Linked DNA regions of Mus musculus: all the other regions are linked to region 1. Evidence: chromatin contacts called from public HiChIP or PLAC-seq data. All regions are on one chromosome and are shown on one strand. Each heading gives the region's core, a stretch centred on a gene start, on an enhancer-like site or on the middle of the called end of the contact. The rest is flanking DNA. Distances are from core to core; before and after follow the strand shown.

Region 1 (4,007 bases), core at 478-2,977:
GGTGTTACCATGCTTTGATCAGTTCCAGCTTTTGGGGCTCTTACCCAACACCAAGGCACATCAAGTGGTCACACTGTTGGGTATCTGTGCAGAGCCAGGCCCTCCCATGTCCCTTTCCTTTCCCTTTCCCTTTCTCTCTGCCTCCCCCTCCCTTTCCTTCCTTTCCTCCCCTTTCTTTTCTTGTTCATGTTCTTTGCATGCATGTGTGATTGGTAACACTGGAACCCATGGCCTGCTACAAGCTAGACAAGAATTCTACCACTGAGCTACATTTACACCCTTGAGTCCCTCCAATTTACTGTCTTTTAATCCACAACTCCTTCTGGATAACCACACCGCAAATTCTGCTCCAGGGAGGGTCTCTGTCTTCATCTGAGACAGCTACCTAAGAATATCGGTTGAGATGTATTCTCTGAGGCCAAGGAGATGGCTCACTGAGGAAAGGGCTTGTCTCAAGCATGCCTGATGTCGTGGGTTCTGATCACTGAAACACATAAAAGTCAGACACGGGAGGGTAAGCATCTACAGTCCCAGCGAGGCCACGAGGAGGTGGGAGTGGAGATGAAAGAATCTCCTGAAGGTTCAAGGCAGCTAGCCTGTTTTATGCAGAGACCTTGTCTCAGACAAGGCAGAAAGGTGAGGGCTGACATTCCAAGGTTGTCCTCTGTCTGCCTGCCACGTGTACCATGGTACATGCTTACCTACACTTGCAGGGTACATGCTCACCCACACCCCATGGTACGTGCTCACCCCCACCCCCGAACAAATATCTACCCCCAACATGTACATATGCTCACACAAACACCGATTTATTTTCTGTGCTTTAAGAAAATGTCATTTTGTAACCGTCTAGGAGTTAAAATTATAATACTGAATAGAGAGTCAGCTACATGGGCTTCTCCATCTTAGAGACCAGGCAGGCCTCCTGCTTCTCACAGCAGCGTGAGAACCTTTGATGTGAGGGGTTTTGTTTGTTTTTTTTTGTTTGTTTTTTGTTTTTTTGTTTTTTTGGTTTTTTGTTTTTTGTTTTTTCCCAACTGGGGAAGGAGGGGCTCAGAAAATATTGGGAAGGACCTGACTGACATCATACAGACAATTCGGAAGCAGAGGAGGACCTCCCATTGCTTTGGAGTGGAGCCTCCCCTGACTCTGTTTACTGGGGGGGGGGGGGGGGGGATGGATAAACACAGAGGCAGGCCACATGATTCAAACCACTTGTTTTCCCCTGGCAGATGTTCGGTTAAGTGATGAAAAGCATGCATGATTGGCAGTTTCCATGGTGATAGGTTTGCTAGGGATTATCTGTGCATGAGTCATGGCTGGGGCGCCCTCCTGCACTATCCTCTTCCTGGCTGGAAAGGGGAGCTTTGAAGAATAAGCATTGTTGCCTTGTCCCCGCCTCTAGAGCCGCATCCTATATATTACCTAGATACTTTATCCCAGGGGGCAGTGACTTCTGAGGAGCAGTTGAACTGTAGGTGTGGTGCCCCCACTGTATTTATGGAACCTGACCTCTGGTCCTCACCAAGCTAGGCTCTACCACACCCTGTGGTAGGGGCTGCAGGGGTGAGGATAGGGGTTGGCCTAGACTCTTCATTTGCTTTGCTGTACCAGCAAAACATCCCTCTCTACAGGGTTTTCCCAAACACACCCTTAGGGAGCCAGCCCCTCCAGGACCACAGTTCAAAGAGCTTGCTGAGAAAAATACCAGTTGTATGAGGTCACATAACCCTTGTCCTCAAATCCCAGACTCTTACTGGAAAGGACAAGAGGCTCTTTGGCCACAGTCAGCACTCGGAGCTGTGGCTGACCACACCCAGCGTAAAGAACTTGGTGGGAAACCAACAGCTTTTACCAGAATGGCCTTGGCCATCTTCTTTGTCAAGGTCTGTCTCTGTGGTGCCCTTGACTCTTGATCATGACTTCTTATTTACACCTATGCATCCTGGGAAGCTGTCTGCAGGACCTCAGCCCGGATTGCTCTGTGGTTAATGTCTCACTGACTCCCCTCCCTGCCGACCCGACCGACCATCCAGCCCCACACTATTTCTCCATCTCCATGAATGAGAACAAGCAAGCCCCTGCTGGATGAGAGAAGGGACCCTAGGTTTAAAAACTAGAGAGGACCAAAAAAGGATGGGGCAGATCGCACTTCATTCTGACGGACTTGTGGGCAGGAAAAGGAGAAGAGAGGAAGCTCTATGATTGTACACACTTGGTTAAGATTTTATAGAATTTGTGATTTTACATTATATCTATAATTGTTATTTCCATAGCTTACCATATGACACACCGCACAGAGCTGTGGATGATACCGCCTCTCTTTTAAACCCTCCCTGGTTCTGTGAGAAACAGGTCTGTTATCTTAGTCCATTTCCTATCTCTATCACACAATGCCTGAGACTGAGTAGAAGTTTATTTGACTCATGATTCTAGAGTCTGGAAAGTTCAAGGACATAGTGTCCAACATCTGCACAGCATCTGGGAAAGGCCTTGTGATGTGTGAGAACAGGCTGGAGGGTGTCACATGGTGAAACATAGCAAACCATGCTAACTCAGATTTCTCCACTCCTCCCCTCTTGTTATAATCCTGCCTCTATCTTCCGGGTGTTGGAATTACAGGCGCATACCCCTGGGCTGGCAGTTGGACTTTGCTATAGTTGTTATTGTTTTATGATACAGATAGTAGAGCCGAGGGCTTTGTACATGTTAAGTAAGTCTTACTTTACCACTGGCCACACGTACCTAGCCCTCTTTTCTTATAAAGACACTAAAGTCACCATGTGGTCTCATTCTTATGACTTCATCTTATCCTAATTACCTCTTAAATGTTCCATCTTCAAATGCCCTTAACATAACCTCTCTCTCCCAGGAAGCCCAGGTTAGCCTGATGTAAGAGATCGATATCAGCTCAGGAACTCCAAGACCAAGTTCTCAGCACAAAGATTTATTTGCCCCAGAGAGACAGAGGGAAGGGAATAAGAGACAAAGACAGGAAATAGAGGACAAGGGAGAAGAGGGATGGAACAGGGGAGAGGATCAGAGTATTTATTCTGTGGGGACAAGACTGTCTCTGGATAGAGGGGAGACAGACATGGTCCATAGGCAAGTGGCAGTTTATAAAGATAAACGGGGAAATGTCACATGTTTAATTTTAATCGGCATGTTAATTAGATGAGCCAAAGGGGATTTTGGTTGCTTGACTTAAATACTTTGATAGCTGGACCTTGGTAGTCAGCTTCAGGAAGAGGAAATGCACAAATAAGGGAATGGACCTTGGTGGCTCCTTTAGGAATGTAATCTAATGGTTTTTAGCAAGGCAAAGGGGATGGGGGAGAAGGCCACAGCCTGCCAGAGCCATGGTTGCATGGTCACATAGTCGCCATGGTCGCTGTGCTCATGCTGGCCGGAGTCCCACCCCCCTGGAACTTGCTATACAGTTGATCTTCCTGCCTCTGTCCTCCAAATGCTTGGATGACTGATGGTCACCACTGTGGTCAGCTAGCAGGAATCTTTCACTCCAGTTTCCGACACAGGAACCTTTGGAGGAATTCAGTGAGGCCTTGGCTCCAAGGTCCCTCATTTGCTGCAACTCCTGCTAAAACCCCTGCTCTCATTTCATATTCAAAATCTTACATATCTGCATCTGCTTTAAAGTTTAGGCTAAATCTTTACTTGGGTTCTACTGTCGATCACCCAGATGGTAAGCAGTAAACCCTACTGTTTCTCTGGAGGAGAGACTGCATGGTGTCTGGGGCTATCCCTGCCACCCTTGCTTGAGCCTTGGCATTTGCAAGGCCTGGTCTGAGGCTGTCTTTTCCAGCAGCATCTGTACAGCTAAGGAGATGGAGGACTGGTTCTGTCTCCGAGGAGAAAAGGGATAAAGATTCTACAAGAACAACTTAGCTGACCAGTTTGTAAGCCAATGTGGGGCAGGAACATGGTTTGGAAATGAGGAAGAAGGGAGGGAGAGACAGCCCAAGTCTTTGGAAACTTCAGGTATGTAG
Region 2 (4,285 bases), core at 1,524-4,023, 290 kb after region 1:
AAATCTTGGGGTGGCCTGAGGCTCGGATTTCCAAACGGTTGAACTGTCTAAGCAGAAGGTGTTTGTAAAGACGTAGGGAGGGGAAAAGCAGACGGGGAAGGATTAACTGGAGAGAAGGAACTGTCACTGGGGTGGACTGGGAACGTGTGCTTCTGTGTGCATGCATGCATACGTGCTCGCGAGTGTGTGTGTGTGTGTGTGTGTGTGTGTGTGTGTGTGTGTGTTGGGCGAGGGCGTGTGATCTGTCCCCAGCAGCTTGTGAGGTCTGTGCAGTCCTGAGACTATTGCCTCTCTGCAGAGAGGAGCCTGCCTAGGCCTGTCCTGGTGGGGGTGGTCTTGGCAGCCGTGAAGGCAGGACCTTTAGCAGTTGCTAAGCCTGTTTCCCTTCCCAGGCACAGTTTGAATGGCATTCTAAAGCCTTTCTCCTAGGCCTTTCTGTCAATACTTGCTTTTCTGAAGAGAGACCTTTCTTTTTAGCAGTCCAGAGATCCTGCAGATCTGTCCTGTGCACACTGCATCCGGCCTGCTGGCCTTCCTCTGTCGCCTTTCTCCACATGGTGTTAACATTCTTTTCTCTGGCTGCCATACTCTGCCCTCGATTCCTTTATCCCAAGGATCCATTTAAGGCATCTTGTCTGTTTCATTGCCCCAGTTTGATAGTATCATCGGAACTACTTTCTCTAGGAAAAGGGGCCCCTTAGGGCTTCCCGCTTCCCTGAAAGTTTTTAGCATGCCTGTCTTTTTCCCATTTGAAGAATTTGTAGATTTCTCTGGCCAGTGGACGCTTTATCATTGTAGTAAATGAATGAAGGATTGATAGGGTAGAAGGTCTATAATTCCTGTTCCGTTCTGCATCGCTTCTTGTGCCAGCACAGTCTGGTAGTCACCAGTGGGTCCTTTGTCTTACGGCAGCAGCATAGTTTGATGAGAAAAGCTGGCTACCCAGAGTCCTGCTTGTGTGCCCGTGTGCCCTCCCTGGCCTGCATCCTCGATTGTACCTGGTCCCACTCATCTTCCAACGCTGGTGTCAAGTCTTCCCGCAGCCAGAGTCTGCCATGACCTCCAGTTCTTTGAGCCATTGTCTGCACACTTCCCTGGTCTGGCTGTGTGCCCACAGGGAGGGCTGGTTGTTTAAGAGTTATTTGGTTTTGTTCTCTCCACTAGGCCTTGCCCAGAGCAGGTGGTAGTTGTTAATTGATGTTTTTCCAAGGTACTTAGTGAAGGCCAGGACAGTTGATTAATATTTAGAGATGGGACCATCGAGATGGTTCAGTGAGAAGATCATTTGAGTTTGATTCCCAGAACCCACATGATAGAAGAGAGCTGATCTCTGCAAGTTGTTCTCTCATGTGTGTGTGTGTCTGTGTGTCCCCATGTGCGTGTTTGTGTACATACATGCACACTAAAATATAATGTAATTAAAAATTGAAAAGGTAGGGGCTGTAAGGATGGCTCAATGGTTAAGATTGACTGCTCTTCCAGAGGTCCTGAGTTGAATTCTCTGCACTTACATGGTGGCTCACAACCATCTGTAATGGGATCTGATGTCCTCTTCTGATGTGACTGAAGACAGCTACAGTGTGTAATCATATAAATAAAATAAATAAATGGATCTCTTAAGAGATTGAAAAGGCTTACAGATGATGATGGAAAATCCACCCTTCTCTCCTTCCTCTCTAGTTACAAGTTATTCCCCAACTGCGTCCCCTCCTTCGGGTTCCGGCATCTGCTGCCTCTCACAGACAGAGTCGACAGCTTCAACGAGGAAGTGAGGAAGCAGAGGGTGTCCCGGAACCGAGATGCCCCCGAGGGGGGGTTTGATGCGGTCCTCCAGGCTGCTGTCTGCAAGGTAAGAACACCCAAGCACGTGGCTCCCATTCACTGTTACATCAGAGGCTGAGCTCAGCCGCACCATGGCGGAATCTCTAGCAATCAAGTCAGCTAGACTTGGGAAGAGTTGAGCTTGTGTTGGGTGTGGCTCTGTGCGATAGGCTGGTGTCCTTGCCAGACAGATGGCTGTTCTGTGTTTATGCATCAGCTTTTTTTTTTTTTTTTTTTTTTGGCTTGTCATTTTAACCTTAAAGATTGCCTTACTGGGGAATCCAGCTGAAATAGAATCACCGAAGTCTTTGGCTGCATGCCTATGTTTGTTTTGTTTTTCCTGTTCCTCTGAGATGTGTGAATCCAGAGGGAGGGCAGAGATTTCAACCAGAAGGGAACTTTGACTTTGAGAGGTTCTCAACTTGGGGCAATACATGAATGCAATACAGATATCGAATTAGTGATAGAATAAGTTTGTACTGTCAAAAAAGCCTAATAGCAGCAGTAAAAGATTAATTATTCTGAGCTCATTACTGAAGCATGGGTTCTGTACGGTTTGGTTCATCTTTTTGGTCTCTGTGCATGAGCTCGGCAGTTTTCAGTAAGCTCCGTGTAGAGCGTCCACACTGGCGATGCATTCTTTTAAGAAAAGGAAGAAAATACTGGAAATCAACCAAAACCGATAGCAATAATGAATGTGTGCTATTTTTGCAGTGAAGCATTTCAAACATAATAGTGGAGAAAATGGAGAAATGAAACTGCACGCGTCCGTGGTCTGCCATTAGTGATCACGCGTGGCCACAGAGATCTTTGTGTCCACAGAGACCGTGTGCCCCTATCACTTGAGTGGTATTTCAGATATCATTGCCTTTCTTTCTTCACTGGGTCTGCTCCCCTTTGTCCAGATCAGAGGCTCCTAGTCCTGCTGACTGTGTGTGACAGAGGATTAATTATTCTGGAGTCCTGTGTACTTGGCTGGCCTCATAAGGGCCAGAGTTCTTGAATCCAGCACATGCGCTCCTCTGCTTCCATTGACCTTTGCTTTTGGTGATTAGTCCGAGGACAGGTCTGACTCACATCGTGGGTTCTCCTTGGCTCTGATATTCCTGGGTTGGACTACTCATTATCAACTTGTGGACCTTAGGGTTATTGCATGGCTTCTTTAAGGTCTAGCTCTAAGGCATGCTCTGTATTTCTTAGAAAGGTGATCTTTGCAGAAGATAAGGGAAATACCTGCTTCTCTTTGGTATTCTCACTAGTGGTAGTGTGTGTGTGTGTGTGTGTGTGTGTATGTATGCATGCGTATGCATGCTCACACGAGCATGCACACACAAGCATCCCCCCTGCCCTCTCCCTGCCCTCCACTGCTGCTCAGATTGCTGTTGGAGGAATTTAACGGTGTTTACAGCTAAGGGGCCACTCTCTTAGGCAAGCATCTTTTTCTAATGTAGTATCCACAAGTGGGTTAGGATTGGAGTGTGCATGCCATTACCTTTATTGCTTTATAAACCTATGGTTGAACTGGTTTATGCTTGTTCTGGGTCTCAATTATGGTTCCTCCTTTTATCAGTTATTGTTTCCCTCAGAACTCTCTAGAAGTTGGCTTTAAGTTGTGTATTCCTTATTCTAAAATTATACAGGTTGATGTGTGGTGAGTGGTTCAGACTGGGGCTATGGTTGCTTTCCTACTTTACCAAACAGGAAGCACCCTTGACCTCGGAGTAGGACGAGGAGTGGGTGGGGCAGTGAGTGTGGCCTCAGCGCTGAGGTTTCCAGACTCCAACTCTGTTTACTCTAACTATGCATCGGTGTCTTCAGGAAACTATTAAAGTATCGGATTTCTCAATCTCTGTCTGTCTCTGTCTCTGTCTCTCTCTTTATCTCTCTGTTCCTATGCTGTGTGCGCCAGGCTAACTGGCCAGCAAGCTTTGGAAACAAGGCTTGGAAAACTGACACAAGTCTAAGGTCTATAAGAAATCAGGCAGGCTCAAAGAAGCCAAGGAGTGATTCTGCTGCTTCTGCCTCCCATCTGGCCTTAGGAGTACTGAAATTACAGATGCGAACCCCTGAACCCCCAACTCCCGTGTCAGGTTTTTTACTTGGGTTCTGGGTCAAATTCAGGTTGCCAGGCTTCTGTAGCTAGTGTTTTTACAAGTTGAGCCATCTCCCCTGTCCCCGCCCCCGCCCCACCCCAACCCCTCTGCCTCTCAGGAGCTGGGATTAAAGGCCTGTGTCACAAGGTAAGGCCAGCTTTTTTTTTTTTTTTTAAAGGCTTTACTTATATAATGGCCAGTGTGTCATTTTCCTGGGCCCCATCAGGGCCTCTGTGTTCCAACCACAGTAGCTTCACTTACCTGGCTGGACTCTTGCACACCTGGGCTGCTTTTCCTGCTCTTCACTCCTTTTCCTTCCCTTCATTTTTTTTCTTCTTTCTTTCTTTCTTTCTCTCTCTCTCTCTCTCTCT
Region 3 (3,829 bases), core at 103-2,602, 370 kb after region 1:
CCTGTGCAACCCAGGCTGACCTCAAACTCACAATTCTCCTGCCTCAGCTTCCTGAATGCAGGAATTATAGATGTGCACCACCATACCTGGCTACATACATATTATGTCTTGATAGACCTCTGCAAATAATGGAAATATTCTACAGTTACACTAGGCAACAAAGTAGCCACTAGTAACTTTTAACTATTCCATTAGTATGTTTGGTCTTGGGACAAATTCTCATGTAGCCCAGGCTGGCCTTGAGCAGCACTATGAAGTGGGACCTTTAACTTTTGACTCCAACCCCAGTGCTTTATTTATTAACAATTCTGGCAGGCACACTGGCTCCTCTGGTAAAGGTTTTTCTGCCCAGCCTGACCACCTGAGTTCAATCCGTTTAACCCTCAAGACAGAGAGGGAGGGCGAGAACACACTCTGATCTTCGAAAGTGTACCACGGCACGTGCACACCTGGACACACACCCACACCCACTATAAACGCTAATACAAACTTCACAATGATCTATAATCCACACAGAGTCCCTAGCAACACTTCCTGCCATTTCTAACCTTTTATTCTAAATGCCATCTGCATGCAGTTCGGCTGGAGGCTTGTTATTCTAGAAAGCACTGCCTCAAGGCCGACTTGGCGGTGACTCACAGACAACCGACACGAGGTTTGAGAAACAACAGGCTAGAAACCTCTAAGTGCACACTTTACCCTTGCCAACCAAAAAATTCTGCCTTTCTGGTATCCACCATATGGCTTTCACTTCTTGCTACTGGCCATGCACTATTAAATCGAGTCGTTTGATCCGCTACTAATTTCTCCACCCTCCCGCCTTTTCCTTTCCTCCCTAATTGTCACTTTCTGGGGGTTAGGTACACAGAACTCACTCAAGGACTTCTCCGCCGGCCAGAGCCCAACAGGACACCCGGACTCTCGCAAAACACGTGTCTACACCGATCGGTCCAGAAACAAGGTCTCAAAGAAGCTGAAGGCTCCCGGTCCCCAAGCTCCTCCACACTCTCCAGACCAGCAGTCGGGAGGGCTTGCCTGCCTGGTCTGTGGCTCTCCCTTGTCCCCAATTTCGGCCACCCCCGCCATCTCCTGCTCTCTTTTCCCGCCACCCGGAGCCATCCCGTCCCTCGGGGCTGGTACCTGACTGAGAAGACGCGGGCGTGACACGATGCCCCGCAGGTCGATGTAGACTGGGGAGGAGAGCCCGCTCTTCAGGACGAAGCTCCCGAACTTGAAAGCCTGCACGTCATACAGCTCGGTGACCAAGGGGCCCAGGGCTTGGCTGGCGACCTCCATTCTCGCGCGCTCAGTTCGCTCTGGAAGCCGAGGGGCTTGGGGCCCGTGACGTCACCCAGAAGTCCCGCCTCTTCCGCCCCCCTTTCCGGCCCGGGCCGCGGGCTTCATTGAGTGTTCTAGATGCTTCCTGGTTGGGGAGGTGGGTTTTCAAACCTGAAAGCTAGATCGAAGCCTGATTTCCCCCGGAGGGATCTGTAGGCTTCGTTCATTTTTTATTTTGTTTGTTTTGTTTATAGCTGAGCGCTTCTTTATCTGATCCAGTCACTGTTAACAGCCACTTCCCTAATCTCTCAGGGTTTCTTTCCATAAAATAAAAATCCTCTAAGACAGAGCCTGTGGCTACCTTCTTGTATTAATTTTACAGCAGTTGGCGTGGGAGAGTTTCATAGTAATTTGCACATAGAAATCTGAAGCAGGTCACCGTGCACTCAGGGGCTGACAAACTTCCTTTAGACCACTTGAAGTGTACCAGATGAAGAAGGGTGGGGCCAGTTAGGGAGGATCAACTGACAGTATCTATTGGCTAACTGGAAGGGGAATGTTGGGCAGTTTGAAAACTCAAGCATATTTGGTTTACAAAACCCTTAGCTGGTTAAGTGAACTCCTGTAGTCCTAGCTATGTAAGAACCTGAAATGGGAGGATTCCAAGTTCAAGGCTGACCTAGGTATCTAGTGAGCCTGTGTTAATAATAATGATAATCCCCTAAGACTGTATTTTCCTTTTTGTTTGTTTGTTTGTTTTTTTCTTTTTTTCTTTTTTTTTTTTTTTTTTTTTTTTTTTGAGACAGGGTTTCTCTGTATAGCCTTGGCTGTCCTGGAACTCACTCTGTAGACCAGGCTGGCCTCGAACTCAGAGATCCACCTGCCTCTCAAGTGCTGGGATTGACTGTATTTTCCTATTTTAAGGAAATGCCACTTATCAAACAGACTGAGATTTCATTTTGTCTCTTTGTTTTCTCTAAAGAGATCGTGTTGAGCTCCCAGCGTGGAAACCCCCATAGATCCCAGCGTTTGTTTTGGGTTTGAAACAGGGCTTCCTTATGTTACCCAGCCTGATGTAGACTTCACAATGTAGTGAAGGCTCAGATTGCCCTCGAACTCACAGAGATCCATCTGCCTCTGCCTCCTGGGTGCTTGAATTAAAAGTGTTCACCACCATGACAGGTAAAATTTGTTGTCTTGACAGTTGTTTCTCATTACCAGCAACTTCAGTAAGGCCTTGATTAAATAAGAATTCAGATGTTAAAATGCTTTGTTCTTCTTGCTAGGTCAACAACTACGTTCATCTCTGTGTGCTGTTAATTGACAGAATGCTCAATAGATCAGCCTCATTCCCAGCTGTGCATCACCTGCAGACACTGGAAGCCTGATCAAGCCTCCTACCAACCTGTATGCATAAACCTGTGCGATCCAGCTGGAGCTGAAGCTGAAGCTCTGCATTCACTCTGCAGGCCTGTGGGTCACACTCAAATCCTCAGGCCTGGTGACAAGCGCTGTTATCTGATGAGCCATCTTGCTGGGCCACTGATGGGATTTTTTTTTTAAAGCTTGCCAGGCTTTCAAATATTTGAGGGGAAAGAGAGGACAACCATATTACCTCAGTGTCCCCACTGGGAGAAAAAGCAGAAGTTTTAGTTAGAAAAAAAGACAACTGCCAGTAAGAGGTAGCTCAGTGGGTGAAGGAGAGACTTGCCACTAAGCCTGGCGACCTGAATTCAGTCTATTGGACCCACATGGTGAAAAGAGAGAACCAGATTCTGCAGACCCACACACACACATACACACATTCATACACACATACATACATATACACACATACATACATACACACACAGACACACATACATACATACATACACACACAGACGCACACATACATACATACACACATACACACACAGACACACATACATACATATACACACATACATACACACACATACACACACACATACATACATACACATACATACACACATACACATACGTACATACACACATACACACACGTTCACACACATATACACACATACATACACACACACACACACAAATGTTATAACATTTTAAAGGGGAACAGGACTAAAGAAGTACCTTCAGTATATTATATTTATAGGAATGCATAACATGTGAAATGTACATTTTGAAGTTTCATCCACAACTTATAACGTTTACTGCAATAAGAACAAGACAGCAGGTCGGCACTTTACAACATTACACAGGAGTGAGTGAGTGAGTGAGTGAGTGAGTGAGTCAGACTTACAAATAAAATATTTACAACCTACCTTTACAAAACAACATCATGTGCATACAAAATGAACAGCTGCAGAAAAAGTTAAAATAATAAGACAACCAAAACCCAAAAACCCCAGAAGATACATTAAGGCAGACCAGCAAGACACTGAAATAATTAAGGCTGTGGAATTCTTCTGCACCTTGAAAATATAGAGCTATTTACCAATACTGTGGAGTGATTTTAAAACAATTGTCACAAGCCTGATGGAAGTATGTACTTATATGTATATGTGTAATG

What was found. HiChIP or PLAC-seq counts read pairs in DNA pulled down with a chosen protein or histone mark.
Region 2: a contact with region 1 is called in a FOXA1 HiChIP or PLAC-seq map of pancreatic cancer cells. The contact joins two enhancer-like sites. A contact is called at or near these places in 1 of 115 datasets of contacts at active chromatin or transcription factors (pancreatic cancer cells) and 4 of 9 other capture datasets (adipose tissue, embryonic stem cells, liver and 1 more).
Region 3: a FOXA1 HiChIP or PLAC-seq map of pancreatic cancer cells shows a contact between it and region 1. The contact joins the promoter of Umps here to the enhancer-like site in region 1. A contact is called at or near these places in 1 of 39 promoter capture datasets (pre-B cells), 2 of 484 Hi-C or Micro-C datasets (the G1E-ER4 cell line and embryonic stem cells), 3 of 115 datasets of contacts at active chromatin or transcription factors (large pre-B cells, pancreatic cancer cells and pro-B cells) and 1 of 9 other capture datasets (pancreatic islet).

The regions. Positions count from the first base shown.
Region 1 is chr16:33,592,949-33,596,955 of GRCm38.p6, forward strand. The region is part of intron 5 of Slc12a8 (solute carrier family 12 (potassium/chloride transporters), member 8); the gene reads left to right. Among named protein-coding and RNA genes, the nearest start is that of Slc12a8, 77 kb to the left of the region's middle. Within about 2 kb of position 1,728, at least 153 of the 459 cell types and tissues checked have an H3K27ac peak or open chromatin away from gene starts, as enhancers often do. A contact at or near this core is called in adipose tissue, embryonic stem cells, liver and 2 more, where this site is marked.
Region 2 is chr16:33,883,273-33,887,557 of GRCm38.p6, forward strand. Itgb5 (integrin beta 5) reads left to right here. Exons shown (of 15, transcript NM_001145884.1): 5 at 1,681-1,849. Among named protein-coding and RNA genes, the nearest start is that of Itgb5, 56 kb to the left of the region's middle. Within about 2 kb of position 2,774, at least 59 of the 459 cell types and tissues checked have an H3K27ac peak or open chromatin away from gene starts, as enhancers often do. A contact at or near this core is called in adipose tissue, embryonic stem cells, liver and 1 more, where this site is marked.
Region 3 is chr16:33,965,686-33,969,514 of GRCm38.p6, forward strand. Umps (uridine monophosphate synthetase) reads right to left here and starts at 1,353. Exons shown (of 6, transcript NM_009471.3): 1 at 1,141-1,353. The coding sequence starts at 1,296. It overlaps Kalrn (kalirin, RhoGEF kinase), which reads right to left. Exons shown (of 60, transcript NM_177357.3): 60 at 3,388-3,829.